Linked DNA regions of Sus scrofa: region 1 is linked to region 2. Evidence: chromatin contacts called from public HiChIP or PLAC-seq data. All regions are on one chromosome and are shown on one strand. The core of a region is the stretch at or near the end of the contact, and the rest is flanking DNA. Distances in the headings are between cores, read along the strand shown.

Region 1 (4,922 bases), core at 1,047-3,546, 370 kb before region 2:
AGCATCATGTTTTCGAGGTTCTTCCATGTGGCAGCACACATCAGTACTTCCTCAGCTTTTATGGCTGAGTAATGGTCTTCTGTATGGCTATACCACATTTTGTTAACTGGCCGACTAGCTGACAGACACTGGTTCTCTCCTCCCTCTGGTTCTTATGAACAGTGCTGCTATGAACATTCATACAAACTGTGTATCGATGCTGCATATGAACAAGTTTTGGTGTAAACATACAGTTTCAATTCTCTTGGGTATACACACACACACACACACACACACACACACACACACACATCCCCACACACTTTCAAAAGCCTCTTTAAGTGAGAAAATATTGCAATGTATAGAGAATAATTAATCACATATTTATTTGTGCTCCTACTAGTACTAAGAATTTGTTCTTTCTACTTTCTACCTCCTACTGCCCCCCTTTCCTGGATTAGAATATTTCCTGACAATTTAACAGAGAAGGGTAGCCCTGAAGAAGTGACATGGAAACAGACTAGGAAAAAAACTGACTTGGATTTTCTACTGCCTCTCTCGAGGGAAAATTAGCCGCATAAGAAAGAACAGCTATAGTATGTTGGGATCTTCCTGCTGAAGAATTTTTAAAATGTAGAGTCGTGTGGGAAAGAAAGAGATTCCCACAACCACGGATCTGACTTAAATCCCTAGGGCAGAAGCAGTTTAATTTATTCACAAACTTATAACAAAAATCTACATAGTATATCAGGCTGGGAAACATTTATTTGTCAATTAAATTAGTTAACACTTCCTTCTTTGCTATTGGATTCAATTTTATTAAATCGATAGCTCCACAGAATCACTCTATGATGTTTGGTAAGAACAATGAATTATTAGAATCGAAGTAAGTTAGTAAGAAGACAGAAAAGTAGTATTTTCCTAGAAATGAGTTACAGTGAAGGTTTAGAAAAATCAACTTTGTGGCGGATGAGTAAGAAATGGCCGTTACTAGTATGTAAACCAAACAAAGAGAAAGTCCTCTCGCCAGGAACTGTACTACAGCACATTGTCTAGATCCAGTTCCTATCTGGCACGTTCCAGCTTTTATCACTTAGCTTTTTAAAAGAAATTTTAGTTGATATACAATGTTGTGCCAATTTCTTCTGTACAGCAAAGCGACTCAGTTATAAACATTCTTTTTTAATTCTTTTTTAATGTTCTGGCTCTTGGAAAGAAAGAGTCGACGAGGAAGAGCAAACACAAGGCGACTGGGGTGACAGAGATGCACGGAGAAGAAAATGTCTCAAGGAGAAGCAAGAAGACAATGCTCACTGGGAAACACTGAAAGGTCCAGAACTGAGACATAACCACCTGGCCCAATGGAGTGTTACCTGGACCAGTGTTTTCAAGGGTGGTTGGAATGGAGGTACAGAAAGCAGGTGAAGTGAGATATGAATGCAGGACATGACAAAAACAGCTCCTTCTTTCCCGCATGTACTTAGTAAGACAGAGTCTATCAATTTTCCAAGGCTTAGAATAATACAAGATTCCCTTACCATTACAACAAATAGTATCTGGGCTTTCTCAGAGGGTCATCAGCCACTAGACAATCCTAAATCCAGTCCACAGAGGGGGACAATTTACATCTCTGAGCAGGTTGTCTTCAACTCTCAGCAGAGAAGAGGACTCTCAGTCTCCTCAAACCTTGGGTCATTATTGTAAAACCAATCTCCTAATAATACTATAGAGACCAATTAGAATTTCATTACAGGGACAGTCAGATAACAGGAATCCACAATCACCTGCTCAGCTTGTGCCCGTCACACTGACATCACACTGCGCCCCTGCCTCTAGAGAACTATGGAAAACCCCTGAGCCCTAACAGTAGAGGAATCCTTCCTGGTCAGTGACCAATCTCTGTTTTAGAAACTGCTTTGCTTTGTTTCCACCTCCAGATCTCCTGAGCTTCTACCTAGTACTAACATTTGGGGGTCATTTGCATATGGACACCATCATTGAAGCAATGGCAGTGACTGAGAATACTGAAGGGCAGAGATGAAAAGGCAATCACGACTAACGACTCTGAGAACCAAGAGAGGTGATGCGGTACTTTGGTAAATTGGGTGTCACTGGGATTAACCTGTGAGAGTGGATGGAGAACATGTGAGAACGAGAAGGGCCCAGACTTCTTCTTCAGCACCAAAGAGAAAGAGAGAAAACAGGCAATCCTTAAGGGGGTAGACACACACACACACACACACACACACACCCTGCGTGAGAATTAGACTGTATTTGTAAACTGGGGAAAAACCTAGCAGAGAAGTGTGTGGAGGTGACGGAAGCAAAAAGAAATTACTGAAGCAACAGGATTAAGATTTTGAAATAAAGTATGACTGTATGATACAATCCTGACAGAGAAACATAACTTCTTCAAGGCAAAGAAACTATGAGATGTGAAGGGAAAAATCTGAAAAACAGAACAGAAAGAGAAAAAGAGAAAAATAAAGAATTGCTAAACACAGCATTATTGGTTCAGCTGAAATCACACAGTGCGGATTGGCTGCAGAAAGCAATCAGCATAGATTTTTATCATGTTCCAATTGCTACAGAAGGGAGAAAACAACCAGATTACTCAGGTTACAGAGGGCTAAGGAATGTCATGTCGAGGCCAGGAATGGGCAGGGACCTGGAGATGGGAGGCACAGGAGAGTGGTAAGGCCTCGACAGTGGGGAGGGCTGAGGAAAGAGGGGTCCAAGTGAAGCTAAATAGACAGGGTCAGAGGAAGGAAGGGCAAGGAGGAGGGAGAGGCAGAACCGGCTACAGATTCTGCAGGACCCAGTGCGATTTTAAGACTGTAAAAGCAGAGCATTAAGCCAGCACCAGGAGCCAGTGCAAGAAAAGGGATTTTCCCTGAGAGCCTACAAATGGAACCAGGCTATGCTTGCACCTTGATCTCAGACCATTCAGCCTTCAGGCTTCCTGAACTGTAAGAGGACACATCTCCCCTTTCAAGATACCAAGTCTATAATCATGGGTTACAGCCCATGGGGAACAAAGAGGACATTTTAGCTCCCAGGAGAAAGATAAGTTTGTCTTGTCCACTAAACCTGGGCCAATACTGGGTAGTAACTTTCTTTAGCAATGTTTGCCAGGTTGACTTTCAAAAGCTGGTTTCAGAGTGCTCAATGAATTTGTATTTCTCTGATTACCAGGGACAAAGGACATTTGTTCACAGGCATGGCTCATTTATATCGAATGCATTTCCTATTCATGTCCTTTCTGCCATTTTTCTTATTTATGGCTTTTTCTTACTAAGCAGCAGGAATTCCTTCTATAATGAATTTATTAAAACGTCATACATTGCAAATATTATTAGCTTGCCATTTGCTACTTAAATCTGTTTACATGTTTCAGATATAATAACTTTTATTCAGGGAAGTGTGCAAAGAAAAAACAATCCTTCTGTTTTTATGTTTTTTGTTTGTTTTGGCTTTTTAGGTTCACACCTATGGCATATGGAAGTTCCCAGGCTAGGGGCCAAATTGGGGTTGTAGCTGCCCAACTACACCACAGCCACAGCAACTCAGGATCCAAGCCGCATCTGCAACCTACACCACAGCTCACAGCAACTTCAGATCCCCAACCAAATGACCGAAGCCGGGGATGGAAACCACATCCTCATGGATATTAATCAGATTTGTTTCCACTGGGTCAGGACAAGAACTCTCTGTCTTTATGTTTTGAAAGGACACTTAAACTTATACAATAGCCAGTGTTATTTAAAGGATGAAAGCTAAATCCCACAAATCCTAAAGAGTTTTAAAACTACAAAAATCATGCTCTATAATATAACTCGCTTGAATAACATGAAAATTCTAGGTCTGTGGTTTGCCACTCTAGGTTTGTCACTAAAATTCCTGCCTTCCACTACTGGAGTTATAAAAGTTTAAGTCTATCATCCTGCTGGCTGCTGTGGTAAAAAACCACTATGGAGAAAGAAAATTAAGATACATGAGGTTCCAATTTTCTAGTAACTGCTGGAAAGCAAAACATCTAAAATGCATCTACGGAAAATGAGTTAAAATGAAACACTTCACATAACTGATGAGAAATTATAATTTAAATTATGAAAGTGGTACCTGAATGTTTACAGGACAGTGCTGCTGCTGCTGCTTCAGGCACCAATTAGAGAACCACTGATTCAGAGTTTAGACCAGGCTTGAGCGGATCAGGAATTCACAAAGGGGAGCTGAAAGGAGTGTGAAAAGGCAGGAGGAAGAAACAGTAATATTTCTTCTGGTAAAAAATTTTAATGGTATAGAAATGACCTCGAAGAGATCAAACAAAGCCCTCAGAACCTCTGAACAGTAGTGTTGTGACAGGAGTCTGGGCTTCCCCTCGGCTCCTCCAGATCTACGAGTGCTCTCCTGGCTGTGCCATCCCTAAAGCTGTGACCTGGCCAGAGTGCCAGCTGGAGCCACAACAGAAAAAGGAAGGAAGAGGCCAAAGGATTGAGAAACGAAAGACAGCTGCAATTTGGATGCTGATGGAGAAGTTGATACACAAAGTGAAAAAAACAGGTCTTGAATATCACTATAAATATAACTCAAAAGCTTCCTCTATCCCTTTATTCATTTCTGTTCATTTTCAGATATGGCATATAAGAATAAAACAACCTAGACTAGGAATATAAGGTTTGAGTAGACCTATCCAATATAATTCTCTTCTCTTTTTATATCCTGAACCACCTAGGAACTTTGACTCAATAGTAATCGAGACCCATGAGATTCGTGGCCTTACTAGGAACACGTAGCATTCTGCACCACTCCACAAATCACTACAAAGATTAAGAGACACCTGACAACACAACACAGCAATAATTACTCAACAACTGGCCACAAATGAACTGCCCTGGGAAGTCAGAAGGGAAAGTCACTCTGAGATAGGTTTGTTGGATACA
Region 2 (4,556 bases), core at 1,934-4,433:
CCACTTGGCAATCTCGATGCCCACTTGTAAGGTGTCATGAGCTGGCAGGAAAGGCATCTTTGGGCTGGAATTGCAGGTATCTGTTCACAGCAGATACATGTATCACTAACTGACCACAAGAGGGCGTGGGAGAGCAGCACGCACTCCTGTGGCAAGGAGCATGCCCACCACCCTGACTTTGGGTTCAAATACTACTTCCCACTGAAAGACACCAGGGCTCCTTGGAGAAAGGCTGAATCTAGGGCTGGGAAAGAGAAAGGACAAGCTGATCCTATATTAAGATATGCCAGAGGAGAAAAGAAGTGTTCCGGGTAAGATGGAGAAACAATAAAATAACACAAAAGTCACCATGAATAGGCTACCACTGGCCAATGAAGGACAATTCAAACCTCAAGAGGGACAACAACAATAATGGACTATAACCCAGTGGGTAAAGTACAGACACACACAGCGTGATGAGGGGCAGTTACTTATACAGTTTAAAAGAACCTCCCTCAAAAGCCACACACGTTAATTGCCAGGAGCACATTCACCCAGGGAAGAAGCCAGGGAGGCCCCACCAGGCACAGGAGGAGTCCATCATCATTCCCAGGTCAGAACACTTCACCAGGAAGCACCAGACAATCTTCACATGCCATGCATAGCCTTCAACACTGTCAAAGGCACAAGAGCCAAGGACAGGCCCAGCAAGGGTTCCAGAGCAAGAAATATGAGGAGACACAACTAGGCATGGGCTTCTGGGGTGGAGCTGATGGAACAGCTGTGACGCCAGCATGGATGGTGGTTATGCAAGGAAACGGCCTGTCTGTAGGAAACACTAAATGCAGGGTGAGCGACAGACTCTAACAGGCAAGACATCACTGGGAACTGGGCTCCCAGTTAATCTGTCATAGTGACTGTTTAAAAAAGCTAACTTCAGGAGTTCCTGTCATGTCTCAGCAGTAACGCACCAGACTAGTTTCCATGAGGACATGGGTTCAATCCCTGGCCTTGCTCAGTTGGTTAACGATCTGGTGTTGCCCTGAGTTGTGGTGTAGGTGGCAGACATGGCTAGGATGTTACGTTGCTGTGACTGTGGTGTAGGCTGGCAGCTACAGCTCTGATTCGACCCCTAGCCTATGAACCTGGGAACTTCCACATGCCAAGGGTATAGCCCCAAAAACAAACAAACAAACAAACAAACAAGCAACTTTGTGACTAACTTTCCTCAACAGAACTGGGAGGTGACAGCCAGGCTGACCTTCATTCTTCCACCTTTATTTCTTCTTCCTTCCAAAGGAAACCTCAGAATTTTATCAGCTGCAGTTACACAGCTGTCTGCTCTGTAAGGAACACACCCAAAAATAACAGAATGGGATTCTAGTGACACCTAGTGACCTTAGGTATTCCATGAAAGTTCACACTTTCAGGGGAAAACATGAGCCATGGAATGGACAGGCAGTTAAGAAAAGAAGAATGGACATGTGACATAGAAAATAAAGGTCAGGTTGGCAGTCATCTCTAAATTATATCAAAGGAAGTTCATGCTCACTAAAAATCAAGGAAATGCAAATGAAGTCAACTTTAACTTTTCGCCTACAAAGTAGGAAAGATTAAAAAGTCTGATAACTCACACAGCTAGAAAGAACAGAATTTAGCACATTTTTCTCCCAGAATGCAACTTGATAGTATCTATCATAAGTTTAAATATGTAAGCCATATGAATCCAAAAATCCATTTTTGGAATTTAAAGCTGTGTAAAGACTTATACCCCTACCAAGAAAGTAATGTATACAAAGGCTTGATGTTGTACTATTTCTGATTGGAAAGAAAAGAGAAAGAAATGGAAAACTTCATACTTATTAATAGGAGGTAGGTTACATAAATTACTGGGTATCTATTACAAAAGACTATATATGTGTTTTTTTTAAAATAAGATACATCTCTATGTAAAAACATGGAAAAATGTTCTCTAGTACACTCATAAATAAAAAAGCATATATATGTCCCATGGGAAAAAATCTATTGATTTACAAGGATGTGTATATACGTATACATCAATCAATGTAAATGCATTATGTATACTTCTTTTTATATGCTCAGTAAAAAATCTGAAACTATGTATCCTAAATTCTCAATGGTAGATTTCTCCCAACTGAGGGGAGTTCTGGAAGATAAGGCTTGAAGTGGATTAAGTGGGGATTTTTTACTTTAAAAATATGCACACATTTAAATACAAATACATTTAATTCAAAAGAAAGTTTGCTTTCAAAATAGCAAAAGGAAATCTAAAAATCACTAATTAACTTCATATAATTAAAATCTGACTGTATTACAACAAACAATAACAAACAAAGAAAAAATTTGTATTAAAAATGTGATTAAGTTCACTTTAAAAGGAGCTTAGAGACTGCCTTTGGGTAAAGTTATAATTATTATGGACTTGGAGTTTCCATGAACCTCTTGGGCTAAGCAGGGGCAGAGATAGAGAAAGGAGATAAGGAGGAAAGAAATTAGGAGAAAGACCAGCAAAGGAGCAGAACAGCAGGACGAAAACCATAAGTGAAAGTGCCACGTCAAGACAGCTGGAGGCCTTGCTTCAGTACAGGAAGGCCCAGCTGTCAGGTGACACTTTTGCCCCAGTTCTCCACTAAGTTCAAGCTTTTAGTAACGTGCCCGTATAACCTTTTACATGGAGCTCTGATACCTCCTCTGTTCATCAACTGTTGGGACAAATACTTCCTGAGCACCTACTATGTGTTAGATGCTTAGTGGAAACACAGCTACAGAGGACAATAAATACAGAGGCTGAACTTATGGGGTTTGCATCATAAGGAAAGACCTTGATACAAGGCTAGGTAGACAGACAGACAAATGAGCAATTAAGTTTTACCGCACAAAAAAGAAATAAGGAATTGAGAGAGGGAGTCACAAAGGGGACTCTACTGTAGATTAGGGGACAGAGAGAGCACTTCAGGGAAGCTGACCCTGAAACAGGACACACATGAAGGAGCTGAGTCCAGAAGAGGGTTAAGCAGCAGGAAAAGAAGGCAGAGTCCCAGGTAGCACACTCCCAAGAACTGGGTCCTCCATCTGAGGACACAGAAAGACCAGAGTGTCTAGAGGATACAAACAGGAGAGTGGGTCAGCCGAGGCTGGGATAGGCTGGAGATGAATCATGCAGAGCTCTGAACAGAGGTCAGCAAACCCTTCCTGTAAAACAGTGAATACTGCAGGCTTTGTGGGCCACACTGCTCAATTTTGCATGTGCAGTACAAAGGCAGGCAGTCACAATACACCATCAACTGTGCATGGATGTGTTGCAGTAAAACTTTATTGATGGACAGTAAGATTTGGATTTTATGCAATTTTCATGTGTCATGAAATATTCTTTTGATCCCCCCTCCCAAACTTTTAATATTGTGAAAACCACTGTTAACCCATGGGCCATCACAAATAGGGTGGTAGGCTACATTTGGCTCCTGGGCCACTTGTCAGCTATTCCCTGCTTGAGACCATTTAATTCTAAATAATTTAATCGCAGCAAGAGGATAAAAGTGATTTATGTGTTAAAAGTGTTATATCTGCTGATGTACAAGAAATGAAAGGAAAGAGGGGCAGGCAGGAATGAGGCAAGATGAGAGTTGTCTGGACTGAAGTGGCCGGTGGGCAGCAGCAGATGAAGAGCCATGGCAGGTCTGAGATAAAACCAATGGGCCATTTTAATGGATGGCCTAAGAGGTGAGGGAGAGTTCACCTCTTAGGTGAAGGACAGCTGCCTGATTCTGAATCTTCCCCCATACCCTCCCATGAAAAATCAATTAAGAAGGAACAAACATAAAGACACACATGACCTGTACTTTCATCAAAACTTCAAATGATATACAAGTAGAAAGATAATCCAGATTCCAGTACAGCCTCCAGTCCAGGGATGCAAAAAGCAGGGGAGAAGAGGCTATGACTCCATAGAGAGAGTGGAGGGGCCTGGAGGACTCAGGTGAAGCACATGAAAATCAGGCTGAAAAAGAGGAAGTCTGGGACGAAACGCCCAAATACAGAACACAGTGGTTCAGAGCACTTGTTAATAGGGAATGGGCAGGAATGTGAGCTGGCCCAGAACCAAGAGGCTCCAAAAAGCATTGATTCTGAGCAAGAACCAAATACATGGAAAAGTGGCAAGCCTCAGACAAATAGCAATGAAGGAAAAAAAGGAACTAAGGGGAAAACATTTAAGGGTCCTGGAGTATTAAAGGCAATCCCCCTTCCCAACATCAGCCACAAAAAGGACTATGCAAGAGAGCAGAACTAACACAGGAGGGTGCTATGAACTAACACAGAAGGAAGCCTTACCTATAAAATCAAATGCAGTAGCACAAAGGACATTGTATCCATAAAAAACTACTTGAAAAAGAAAATGTAGTCAAACCATTTCAGCTGATGAAAATCTTCCTTCCCCCAAATAAAAACATATATAAAGCTGAAGAATATAACACAACCCTCATACCTGAATCAAATACTGTCAAACAACCATTTGGGAAAATCCATCATCCAGTCAGCCATCATCCACCTATATGTGT

What was found. HiChIP or PLAC-seq counts read pairs in DNA pulled down with a chosen protein or histone mark.
Region 1: an H3K27ac HiChIP or PLAC-seq map of alveolar macrophages shows a contact between it and region 2. The contact joins two enhancer-like sites. A contact is called at or near these places in 9 of 47 Hi-C or Micro-C datasets (adipocytes, embryonic fibroblasts, fetal heart ventricle and 6 more) and 2 of 2 datasets of contacts at active chromatin or transcription factors (alveolar macrophages and skeletal muscle).

Annotation. Positions count from the first base shown.
Region 1 is chr15:37,837,480-37,842,401 of Sscrofa11.1, reverse strand. The region is part of intron 5 of AGPAT5 (1-acylglycerol-3-phosphate O-acyltransferase 5); the gene reads right to left. Among named protein-coding and RNA genes, the nearest start is that of AGPAT5, 38 kb to the right of the region's middle. Within about 2 kb of position 2,296, at least 7 of the 83 cell types and tissues checked have an H3K27ac peak or open chromatin away from gene starts, as enhancers often do. A contact at or near this core is called in alveolar macrophages, where this site is marked.
Region 2 is chr15:37,471,723-37,476,278 of Sscrofa11.1, reverse strand. The region is part of intron 3 of MCPH1 (microcephalin); the gene reads right to left. Among named protein-coding and RNA genes, the nearest start is that of MCPH1, 19 kb to the right of the region's middle. Within about 2 kb of position 3,183, at least 8 of the 83 cell types and tissues checked have an H3K27ac peak or open chromatin away from gene starts, as enhancers often do. A contact at or near this core is called in alveolar macrophages, where this site is marked.